Regions from separate parts of the Sus scrofa genome. Here all the other regions are linked to region 2. Evidence: chromatin contacts called from public Hi-C data. All regions are on one chromosome and are shown on one strand. The core of a region is the stretch at or near the end of the contact, and the rest is flanking DNA. Distances in the headings are between cores, read along the strand shown. Region 1 overlaps BACH2 (transcription regulator protein BACH2). Region 2 overlaps BACH2 (transcription regulator protein BACH2). Region 3 overlaps BACH2 (transcription regulator protein BACH2).

What was found. A called contact is a pair of places that touch in the nucleus more often than the background predicts.
Region 1: a contact with region 2 is called in a Hi-C map of embryonic fibroblasts, with 2.2 times the contacts expected there. The contact joins two enhancer-like sites. A contact is called at or near these places in 3 of 47 Hi-C or Micro-C datasets (embryonic fibroblasts and liver) and 1 of 2 datasets of contacts at active chromatin or transcription factors (skeletal muscle).
Region 3: a contact with region 2 is called in a Hi-C map of embryonic fibroblasts, with 2.5 times the contacts expected there. The contact joins two enhancer-like sites. A contact is called at or near these places in 2 of 47 Hi-C or Micro-C datasets (embryonic fibroblasts and skeletal muscle).

What each region holds. Positions count from the first base shown.
Region 1 is chr1:57,909,696-57,913,940 of Sscrofa11.1, reverse strand. The region is part of intron 4 of BACH2 (transcription regulator protein BACH2); the gene reads left to right. Among named protein-coding and RNA genes, the nearest start is that of GJA10, 32 kb to the right of the region's middle. Within about 2 kb of position 2,725, at least 18 of the 83 cell types and tissues checked have an H3K27ac peak or open chromatin away from gene starts, as enhancers often do. A contact at or near this core is called in embryonic fibroblasts and skeletal muscle, where this site is marked.
Region 2 is chr1:58,082,411-58,086,399 of Sscrofa11.1, reverse strand. All of the region lies in intron 2 of BACH2 (transcription regulator protein BACH2), which reads left to right. Among named protein-coding and RNA genes, the nearest start is that of BACH2, 200 kb to the left of the region's middle. Within about 2 kb of position 1,624, at least 8 of the 83 cell types and tissues checked have an H3K27ac peak or open chromatin away from gene starts, as enhancers often do. A contact at or near this core is called in embryonic fibroblasts and skeletal muscle, where this site is marked.
Region 3 is chr1:58,267,792-58,271,483 of Sscrofa11.1, reverse strand. The region is part of intron 1 of BACH2 (transcription regulator protein BACH2); the gene reads left to right. Among named protein-coding and RNA genes, the nearest start is that of BACH2, 12 kb to the left of the region's middle. Within about 2 kb of position 2,148, at least 17 of the 83 cell types and tissues checked have an H3K27ac peak or open chromatin away from gene starts, as enhancers often do. A contact at or near this core is called in embryonic fibroblasts and skeletal muscle, where this site is marked.

The DNA.
Region 1 (4,245 bases), core at 1,476-3,975, 170 kb after region 2:
TTGGGTGGCAGAACCAGGGAAGTTGTTGGCAGGAGAGAGGAAGAGAGCAGCTGAATTCTGTCTGGTGAGGAAGGAGCACCAGCACTCGGGGTCCAGCTGAAAGCATCCCTCGGTCAGGCCCCTAGGGAGGAATACTTAGGTTTCATTCACAGTCCAGATGTCAGAGCATCCTCCCACCTTTTGTCAGCCCCTGGGGCCAGAGGTCCCTGGGCACTGCAGGCACCGTTCATTTCACTGATGGCTCCAGAGCTGGAGCAGGGACCACTGATTTCACTGGAACCCCCAGGAGGTCTAACCCCCTCCTTCTCCTCCCCTAACCCCCTAACTACAGAGCCAGGCAGTGCAGGTACCAGGTGAAAACATCTTCTGCCCTGCTCCTCCCGTTGTGCTCCAGAGGAAGAAGAATGAGTCTCCTGCTGGGGCAGGATGACAGCCACAGTAGCAGATTTTTTTTTTTTAATTTTATGGCCCCCCTCGAGGCATAGTCCCAGGCCAGGGCTTGAATCTGAGCCACAGCTGTGGCACCACCAGATCCTTTAACCCACTGTACCAGGCTCGAGATTGAACCCACGCCTCCCCAGCAACCCGAACCGCTGCAGTCAGATCCTTAACCCACAGCACCATGGCAGGAATTCCAGCAGTAACAGGTTAAACTAGCGATGGCTGCCCCTGACCCTTGGTGAGTCTCCATAGTGAACCCAAGTGAGACGGCACCTGTGTGGCTGCCCCAGGTCTAAAGACGTTGGTGCCCCTGCTGTTCAGAGCTGGTGGTGGTGGTCAGCAGGGCTCTCCATCTTGCCACCTCACTGTTTATGAGGGTCCGGGTAAGGAAAACCAAACCACTGCTGAGACGTAAAACCCTGAGTTGGTGGGACAGTAAATAGGAGGTGAAGCCCTACTGGGCCTAGCTGGGGTGTAAGAATTTGCCAGAAGAAAGGCAAGGAGGCCTCAGCCTTCTCAATGTCCAAGGCCAAGTCCCATTAGCTGACTTGTAAACCCCTTTGGGGAATGTGGGGGTGCCTGCCAACCAGGGAAAGCAAAGTTGTCCCAGCTCCATAGAGGGCCTGTGGCTCTTGTTTATTCCAGGGGCAAACGCCCATCCACTTGGAACCTGCTACCCTGAAATCAGCACATAGCTGTGGTGAAGTTACCACTGCCTTTCCAAGAACATGTCAGGGGCTTCCCTTTGGTACGTGGGGTAAGTCCTCCCTTGCTAGAGGGGTAGAAGCACCTTCTAGAAAGAAACAAGGGTCCTTGGGCTTTGGGGTTTTTTTTCACAGGGAAAAATGTCTATAGCTAACAAGTTTCCTTTGACCTCTTTGCAAAGCAGCTTGAGTTGCAACAGCTCTGCTGACATGTTATATGGCCTTTTGCTTCAAGGACTTTGAAACCAGCATTGTTGATTTTTCCTCTTTCCTGTCAGCCTCTGTCCTGTTTCCGTCGTGTATTAGATTTGCTGTCTGGAGGATTTTAAATACAGTAGCTCCTGGTATGGAAGGCTTTTGGACTTTGCCCATGGCCTGAACTATGGGTATATATTCTTGCTGAACATAAGTAAATACAATTTAGAGCAGAAGCAGAATTGCTTTGTTGTCAGCTGTGGGGAAGATGCCACGAGGCCCAAAATGCCGTAACCCCTGCTGTGCAAACAAGGCTTCTGCCTGGTGTGGAAACATCCGTGTCCCCAACAGCAGACCTCTGTGCTGTTTAGGCACCATCCAGGATCTGAGTGTCTGTTTGTTATCCAAAGGGTATACAAGGGAAATCAAACATTCTTTCATATCATTATAAGCCCTGTGCAAACACAGCCCCTGGACAAAGCCCTTTCCCGGGCCTGTAACAAGGAACTGTTTGTCCTGACTGCCTGTCTTTAGCGGTCGGAGCAGGGCTGAGCCGAGTGTGGTGTCATGTGCACCATTGCGATCTTGCTCTCCTGGGCCAGGCAGGATTTGACAGGTGTCAAGGGACGGAGTTTACCCTATGGAATTCAATCAGAGCACCCACTGGGAGCCTTCAGCAAATGCCACGTCTAGCAGGCTCAGAGCTATGGAGTAACCTGACTAAGCCATTGCAGCAGCGGAAAGACAAAAGATCGGGTTCCTAGGATTGCCTTTGTGTATGGGGATTAACTAGCCACAAATGCCGGGATCCAGACTCACGTCTGCCTATGTCTGATGCAACCGAAGGAAAAGCCTGAGCTCAGAATAAAATATCTTCCTCTCACTCCCCTGAACAATCCAGACATAACACTGCAGCTCCTGAATATTAATGAGGGCCTGATTTCTTCACCCAAAACTATTCTGATCAGTTAAATCCAGATCTGCCTCTGTTTTTCTGGTTACTTAAATTCACTCAAGTCCACTTGTTCCACCTTCTAAAGCTGTAGTGTCCAGTACACGTGGCTGCTGAGCCCTAGAAATGAGGCTGGTCTGAATCGTGATGCACCCCCATGGGTAAAACACCCCTTGGAATTTGAAATTTTGGGATCCCTCACAAGGTGAACTCTTGCAATCATTTCTGTGTTAATTATATGTTGAAAATAGTTTGGTTCCGTTGGAGTCAATTGAATATGTTATTAAAATTCATTTCACCTGCTTCTTTTCACTTCTTTTGACGGTGCTACTAGAAGATGTAAAATCACACGCTCAGCTCACGTTGTTTGCATTGGACAGCGCTGGGCTGGCGCCTGAAGGAAGCTTGGGTTAATAGTGCCATCTGCTGGTCCATCTAAAGCAGACGCTAGTGTGACGAGTTCAGCCGGCTGAGTTGGGAAATACTGTTAAGAAACATGCAACCTTCCTCTTCCAGAAGCTTCTGAGCAGGATCAGAGCTGACGCCTGAAATCTCTGCCTCATCAGCAGGGGTCTTGGAGAGGGCAGTGGCAGAATGCTGGAAAGTGCTGGCCTGCGTTCTCTACCTCATGGGTGCCGAGGAGGCCCAAGAGAACAGCGGCTCTTTACCTAAGAAATATTTCAAACCACCACAGGGTTGTAAACAAACATTTAAAGGAATACAAGGAGGACACAGAACTGTCCATGAAGAGACTAGTGTCCACTCTCTGGATGATGCTGACCTACTTGTCAAGAGTTTGAAAGTAGGACTCTGACGGCAGTAGTGTCTGCATCAGTTACCCGTTGCTATATAACAGTTCAACCTCAAAACATTGTGGCTTCAGGGAGTTCCTGTCATGGTGCAGCAGAAACGAATCCGACTAGGAACCGCGAGGTTGTGGGTTCGATCCCTGGCCTCGCTCAGTGGCTTAAGGATCTGGCATTGCCCTGAGCTGTGGGTAGGTCGCAGACACGGCTTGGATCCTGAGTTGCTGTGGCTGTGGCATAGGCTGTCAGCGGCAGCTCTGATTCAACTCCTAGCTTGGGAACCTCCATATGCCACAGGTGTGGCCCTAAAAAGCAAAAACAAACAAACAGACAAAAACAACTTTGTGGCTTCAAACCACAATAATCATTTAATATCTCTTACCATTTCTGTGGGTCAGGAATTCAGGAGTGGCCCATCTAGCACTTCTGGCTAAGTCAGATGTTGGCTGGAACCCTCAGTTTTTCTCCACATGGCCCTTTCCATGGGGCTGCTTGAGTGTCCTTGAGGCTTGGCAGCTGGTATTCTCCAGAGAATGCAGTCTAAGATGCCTAAGAGGAAACTGTGCAGCTTTTATGATGTGGCCTCAGAGGTTACACGCCATTACCCCCACTGCACTGGATTGGTCAAGAGGCAGGAATGTGCATCCTACCTCTTGACAGAGAAGGTCAACATCACGTTATACAAGAAAATGTCAGAAGGGCTGGCCATTGTATTTTCCAAATATCCAAAGTGCTTCACTCATGGATAGTACTGTGCAGCTAAAAAGCATGCCCCATTTTGCAGATGAGGAAACTGAGGCTCAGAGAATGAAAGTGACCGGCCTAACATCTCACATCTGGCAAGAAGCACTAAAGCCCAGTTCTAACTTCTAGACCACCCTGGTGTAACCTCTCCAGACTATCTCCCTATGTCTCCCCTATGCTGGTATTAACTGCAAATCACACTGACTATTTCATCTTCCCTGCATCTTCAAGGTGTATGGTGCTCTCCTCAAATATCTTAGATGATTTCTCAGATGATGTCTCTCTGTATAAATCGTCATTTTATTGAATTGAGGCTCAATGGAAGTAGGTCTCAACTAACTATATAGAGCCCTTTTTACAAAAGTGCTGTAGCCGTGACAATGTATATATTTGCCAATATTTT
Region 2 (3,989 bases), core at 375-2,874:
CAAGACATGGAAACAACCCAAATGTCCATCGATAGATGACTGGATTAGGAAGATGTGGTATGTATATACACAATGGAATACTACTCAGCTGTAAAAAAGAATGAGGTAATGCCATTTGGAGCAACATGGATGGAACTAGAGACTCTCATACTGAGTGAATTAAGTCAGAAAGAGAAAGACAAATACCATTTGATATCACTTATATCTGGAATTTAATATATGGCACAAATGAACCTTTCCACAGAGAAGAAAATCATGAACTTGGAGAATAGACTTGTGGTTACCAAGGGGGAGGGGAAGGGAGTGGGGTGGATGGGGAGCTTGGGGTTAATAGATGCAAACTATTGCCTTTGGACTGGATTAGCAATGAGATCCTGCTGTGTAGCACTGGGAACTATGTCTAGTCACTTACTATGGAGCATGATAATGTGTGAAAATAGAATGTGTACATGTATGTGTAACTGGGTCACCATGCTGTACAGTAGGAAAAAAATGTTTTGGGGAAATAACAATTAAAAAAAGTGTATGTCTACATATACACACAATTATATAAAAGGACTACTCTATGTAGGCATGAGGAAATCTACTCAATACTGTATAATAACTTATATGGGAAAGGAATCTGAAAAGGAATGGATATATATTTATGTATAACTGATTCACTTTGCTGTATACCTGAAAATAACACAACTTTGTAAGTCAGCTATACTCAAAGATTTTTTAAAAACATATGTCTACATATATCTCACTGTACTTAAGTGCTCATAGCAGAATCATTCATAATAGCTAAAAAGTAGAAACAACCCAGATGTCCATCATCTAATAAGTGGATAAACAGAATGTGATATATACATACAATGGACTATTATTATTCAGCCATAAAAAGGAATAAAGTATTAATACATACTACAACATGGATTAACCTTGGAAACATGCTAAGTGAAAGAAGCCAGGTAGAAAAGGCCACTTAGTGTATGATTTCATTTATAAGAAATGTACAGAATAGGCAAATCCATAGAAACAGGACATAGATTAGTGATTGCCAAGGGCTGAGAGGGAGGGGGAAGTGAGGACTAACTGCTAATGGGTAAGGGGTTTCTTTTGGGGATGATGAAAATGTTCTGGAATGAGATTTTGGTGATGATGGCATACACAACTCTGTGAACGTACTAAAAACCATTGAATTGTACATTGCAAAAGTGTGAAATTTATGATATGTGAATTAGATCTCAATGAAAAAGTTTAAAGGAGTTCCCATTGTGACTCAGCAGGTTAAGAACCCAACATAGTGTCTATGAGGATGCGGGTTTGATCCCCGGCCTCACTCAGTGGTTTAAGGATCAAGCAGTGCTTCAAGCAGTGGCGTAGGTCGCAGATGTAGCTCGGAACGGTTGTGGCCGTGGCTTTGGCATAGGCCCGCAGCTGCAGCTCTGATTTGACCCCTATCCCCGGAAATTCCGAATACCATAGGGGTGGCTGTAAAAAGAAAAAAAAATGCACAAAAGGCCAAGAAAGAAAGTAACAGGGACAGAGAGGGGACAGCAGGATCTATGACACACATCAGAGAGCAGAACCAAAGACTGTCAGGGTAAGGCAAGTATGTGGGAGACCAGGCAGAGGATGAATATTCCCAGAGCTGCCAGCTGGCTTGGGGGAGGCTTGGCCATGTTCACTCTCACTCTGACCAGAAGCTAGCGGGGCATGTTCCTGAAGCCAAAACAAGAAAGGTCGTTTCTGACCCAGAGACTAAAGTGACAGCAGAGGAAGTTACCCCAAGATGCTCCAGTGACCAGGATCCAGTATGGAGAGCCATGCCCAAAGTGAATTCTTGTCAGAGTCATTGTCACAGGGGGTTTTAACCTGAGGTCCATGGATTCTTAGACTTTCAAGGGCCCTTGAACCCTTCCTGTTATGTGGAAAGGCTTTGTGTTTATTTGTGCATCCTGTTCTAGGGAGAGACTTATCAGCTTGTGAAAGGACCTAGGATGGGAGAAAGGTTTTTTAAAAAATTAAATGTTCCTCTTAAAGTGCCAGGCTCATTCTCTGGCTGTGTGATAGATTGTGTTGAATGGTCTGGCACTCCTCATTTTTGGAATAAAAATGAATTCTTTGCGAATGATCTCACTGCCTGCAGTGCTGTCTGATTCTGTCCTGGCATTTGATAGAACTTGTTAGGGGATTAGGTAAGACAGGATGTTGGTACATTTGAGGTCATTAAACCAAGAAAGGAAGGAGGGAGGGAAGAAATCTCGCTAAATATATTGTGGAGTTGAACAGCATATTCAGTTGAAATGCTGAATAGCTAAGGGACATTCTTTGTGCTCTGTGCCAACACTTGGGAACCCTTCGAGGCAGACCAGAGTGGCAGAGGCGGCCCCATCTAGGTGCGGTGCACTGGTCAATGCCTGTCTTTCCAAGAAATACTGTTTTACTTGTCCTTTTATGGAGGAGGCGTGGATGGCTGTGATGTCCTGGGTTGCCTGACATGTTTGTAAGTGAATACAGTTAACATAGATTCGACATGTTTGTAAGTGAATACAGTTAACATAGATTCTAGAGAAATGACAAAAGCTGCCCTAAAAAAAAAAAAAAAAATCTGCCTTTTCACCCGGTGCCCAGCATTCTCACAGTTCTGGTTTCAAGACTAGGAGAATAATGAAAAATATGTCATGGGAAATCTCATGTGTATGAACGGTTTTATTGGGTGAAATGTAATCCCCCACAAATTTATTTTCCACCTGTCTTTTCCTTCAGTCTTCTTTTTGAGGGTCCTTCAATCTTATTTTGAATTTATAGTCTATGCTCACTTAAAGATGTTTTGGGTAGGTGGTGATGACAGTTGCACAACTAAGTGAATGTCCTTAATGCCACTAAACTGTACGCTTAAAGATGATTAAAATGGTCAGCTTGGGGGTTTGCATATTTTGCCACAATTAAAAAACAAACAAACAAACAAAAAACAAACAAACAAAAAAACCTCTGTTGGCTAATACAGAGGAGAAAACCATTTGCCTTTTGAGATGGGAATTCTAAGTACCTTCGTATGTTAAAGGTCAAGTGCTTTCCTCCATATCATGTGAATATGGAAGTAACTGGCAAAAGCTCATGTGGGATAAAAACGCTCATTTAAGAGCCGTGTGGTCCCAACCCTGCCACCCTTGGCTGTGGACCCCTGGGCCCGTGTATCTGGAGCTGATGATGAGACCACAGTACATGTGCTTTCCCCTTTCTCCCTCCCTGCCTTCCTGCCTTCCTTCTCTTCACACCTTGGTTTCCTATGCAGTAAAATGAAGAGGTTGGATTCCATGGTCTCCAAGATCCCTTGCAGCTCTGCCGATCTGTGGTTTATCAAAAAAAATTTTTTGGAAGCTCTGCAGAATATACCTCCCATATAGACAAACTCAGTCCCCGTGTGTAACCACAGCAGCTTCTGCCACTTCTTTCACTCTTCTCTCCCCGTTCTTTCTCTTCCTCAGCCTGCCGAGAGTCTGGCTGGAGCTGGGACATGGACAGGAGCCGGAGAAAAAGACTTAGGTGGCCGGAGTCAGAGTCAGGGAATGTTGGCTGGGCTGGGACTTGAGCAAGGCTAGAGTTGGCCCTGATGGTGCCACATGGTCACGGGCCCAGCGGGATTCAGGGCCATGGCCCAGGATCCTCTAAAGAGTGTGTGACCACAGCAGGATTAAGCACAATTGATTTTTATATGAGGCAGATGATGGCAGGCATAGGGGGCTGTAAATCCAGAGAGAGAAGCTGAGTTTGTCATGTGAAGAAGCAACGGCAGGAAGTGGAGCCTGTGGGGGAAGGGGAGTGTTGGGGGGAGAGGGGGGCTGAAGGGAGGTATGTGGCCAGACCCCAGGCAGGGCTGGAGCTAGGAACAGATGATTGTAATAAATCATGGCTGGCTGTGAGGATGACTCTATGCTGAGTCCTGTGAGTCTCCTAGCGAATCACCTGACCTGGGATTGTCCTGGGGACCCTTGATGCCA
Region 3 (3,692 bases), core at 899-3,398, 180 kb before region 2:
CTTTCATGGAGTACCCTGAACATGGTGTTCTTTCTGTGGGAAAATGTGTTCTGGGTTCCAGATAACCCATTTTCCTGTAGATTTTTGAATCTGGTGTTAAATGAGAGAAGAGAGATGAAAGACATATAGGACCCGGCCTGAGATGTGATTCCTCCAGAACATTTGTGGGATCTGAATTCATGTACAGGCTGCAGCTCCCACATCAAACAATACATTTAAAATTTCCACTGATGTTAAGCATCTCGATATTGTGGGTTTGAAAGTAAGTACCCTCTGAAAAACAGGAACTGTGCTTGTCTGTTACCAGTTTTTGTGGTCGATAGGGCAACTATTTTGATTTTTTTCAGAAGGGAGGAAAAGCAGTTAAATCCTGTTAAAATGAAAACCGGTTAAAATTAACTGGCTCGTGAGATTTGAATGCAGCTGTTGCACACATCACAACACCGAGAGCGAGTTGTTTATTACCACTATTTATTATTGTTGGTTGTGACTACTATTAATAACCGTAGATTATGTCTATTGGGGGTTTAACCTTGGAAAATAGGAACTGCAAGGGGAGAGAGGTTCCTGTTTGCCAATTTGCATGTACCTTGTTTTTATTTCTGCCGGGTAGGTGTGTGCACCTTCTGTCTGCGCAAGTGACTCAGCTTGTCAGCAGTTTCCTACCAGAAGTGAGTGCTGACTCATGCAGCTGTTACAGCCCTCAGCTGGCCCCACTGTATCTGCCCACAGCACCAGCGCCACCTTGGAGGGTACCTCGGCCAGTTAGCCGCCCGGGAGGCTATTTTCAGATCTGGGATCACCACCGGGCTGGGTTCCCTTCTCCCCCCAGCAGCCAAACACCACCTTTGGTTGCAGGGTAGAAAATTGGGCATATTTCTGCCTTTGCAGAGACGGCTTAAGAATCACAGTATTTCTGGGAAGCCCTCAAGAAAACCCATTTTTCCTTCCTTTTAAAAATTTTCTGGGACTCTTCCTGGGGAGAAGGGAATGGGGATGAGAATAAGGGAAAGGAGCTCTGCTGTTATTTCCTCCTCAGCACCAGAGGGAACTTTCCCGAACATTTAACTTAGGCTTTCCTGATGTGACCTGGACCTGACCTACTTCTCCTTGCATGAGTGGGGCGCGTGTGCCCGGAGCAGGGCAGTGGGCACAGGGTGCTCAGCGGCCAGCCCCACATTGTTGTGTGAGGTTCAGGTCCTTAAATGATGACACTTTTTGTTTCTATCCGTTGCATGTTATTAAGGTGAAAAAACAAAACGGAACAAAACCCAAACCTGACCTCAGGTACTTTTCAAGCTGGCATGTGTTTTCAGAAATGGTTTCGCTGTTTGTTTTTGGAGCTCAGTGTTGCTTATGTTCCTCAGAAAGTGAAAATGTTACTTTTTTGAGGTTTACAAATAAACTTCCTCTTGTAGATACATGTTGATCAGATCATCCTAAACTCTCTGGAGAAGGATGATTAGAGTGAGATCGGCTGGGGAAAAGGACGCTTTGCACAGCCCTGAGGAGGTTGCCTCCTTTTTCTTCTTTTTCTTTTTCTTTCTTTCTTCTTCTTCTTCTTTTTTTTTTTTTTTTTTTTAGCTTCAATAAGCATTCTGAAGCAGCTTTGACCAGTAATAAAGAAAGAGCCAAGCCACAGTGACTGTGTGTAACATGATGTTGATGGAAGTTCTTGGTTTCCGCCGATACAAATGACTCATCAGTATCAATAGAATTGTGACTTCTAATAATAACACAGTGCAAGACCTTCAAAACATGTGGTTTTTTAGCCCTAGCTGTTAGTGAAAGGTTGGAAAATATTAGTTTGAGCTTTTTTTTTTCTGATCTCTTGATTTCACCCAAGTATAAAGTTGTTTTTTGTAGGTGTGATGATCACACTCTTGTTTTCTCATCTTACTGTTTTTAGTTTCGTTATGACCAAATCACCAAACTCAGATCATTTCATGCTTTAGAAATCTGTGCGCTAAGCATCTCCTGTCGGGGCTGTGTTTTGAGGGAAATGTGGCTGAAAAGCAAATCCTCCTTGAACAGAGAAAGGGAAAAATTGGGCTAGACTCTGGTCGGCCACGCCGCCTGCCTCCTACACAGCATCTATTGTGGGGGGCTGCGGTCCTGCTGACTAGCCTATTGCCATGTGAGTCATTGTCAGAGGATTCCAGGAGGAAGGGTGATAGAAAAGACAAGTCAGAGGAAACAGCCCAAGTAGAGAAGGAACAGGAAAGAGGGTGCTACCCCATTTCCACGGCTGAGGGCCACCTGAGCATCACAGGGAGTCTAGGTTATATCTGTGTTGCAGCCCATCTATTTGCATCTCTTTGTGGGAGTGTTCTTGTTTTGTTGCTTCGTCTTGGTTTGTTTTGCCTGCAGTTTGGCCAGACCCTCAGCGATCACTATCTTAGTCCTGAACCACAAAGGTCTTACCCAAGAGCCTTTCCTTTTCGCCTTCTGTAGTGAAAGCAACTAAATTTCTAGTCTGCAAGACCAGCACCTACATGTACGTGTATACAGTTTATTTCTTTCTAGACACTTCATCTTTGTTTTTTTTTTTAATTTATTTTTTGTCTTTTGTCTTTTTAGGGCCGCACCCGTGGCATCTGGAGGTTCCCATGCTAGGGATCTAATTGGAACTGTAGTTGCCAGCCTACACCACAGCCACAGCATTGCCAGATCTGAGCTGCATCTGCGACCTACATAGACCACAGCTCACAGCAACGCTGGATCCTTAACCCGCTGAGCGAGGCCAGGGATGGAACCTGCAACTTCATGGTTCCTAGTTGGATTTGTTTCCGCTGCGCCACGATGGAAACTCCCTAAACACTTCATCTTTAGAAATGTTCCATTGTGTGTTTCCTAGCTACCAGAGTTGGTGGCTCTAGTGCTTGCTGGCTATGTGTTAGCCTTGATTTGGGGAAGAAATGCTTTAAAGGGAAGTGCAAAGGGGGAATTTTATTAGTAGAAAATTTGCGTCCATCTTGCCTCTTCCACAGTTTTTTTTTTTTTTTTTTTGGAATGGGCATCTTTTCTATGCCCTTTATGTATTTATTTATTTTTCTTTTTCGGCCCCACCCTCGGCATTGTGGAAGCTCCTGGGCCAGGGATCGCACCCACGCTGCAGCAGCAACCCAAGCCCCTACAGACCCACTGTGCCACAAGGGAAATCCCACACACGATTTTAGATGGCTTTCTGTTGTTTCCTGCCATCTTCTCAGCCTTTTGGATTTTGAGCACTTATACCTTGCAGTTACTGTTTTTACTCATGTGTCTTGGTACCCAGTAAAGGTTCCTTTCTGGGCCTTTTCTTCTTTCCCTCTCTTGGCAAGTCTTTGCATTTCTTTCTCTGTGTGAACACTCCCCTCTTCTCATTGGTTTCCATAGATTCTGTTTGCTCCCACCTGCTCCCCCACCCTTTCTCACACTGTACTTGGACAGACCTATGTGGACTCCTGTGCACCGACACGGTTCCCCTCCCTGACCCTGGCTGCTTGCTCACAGAGCCCCGGGTGCTCCCTTTGACATCCCTGCCAGCAGCTGGTTTCTGGGAGGACTGGACCAGGTGAGAAGGAAATTGGAAGGGGAGCCTGAACTGGCTTCCTGCTGCCATCTAAGAATGCATCCTGGGAAGGAGGCTGGATTCTGAGGAACCAGGAAAAGGCCTAAGGGTGGCCCCAGCTTCAGAAGCCAGGCAGGAG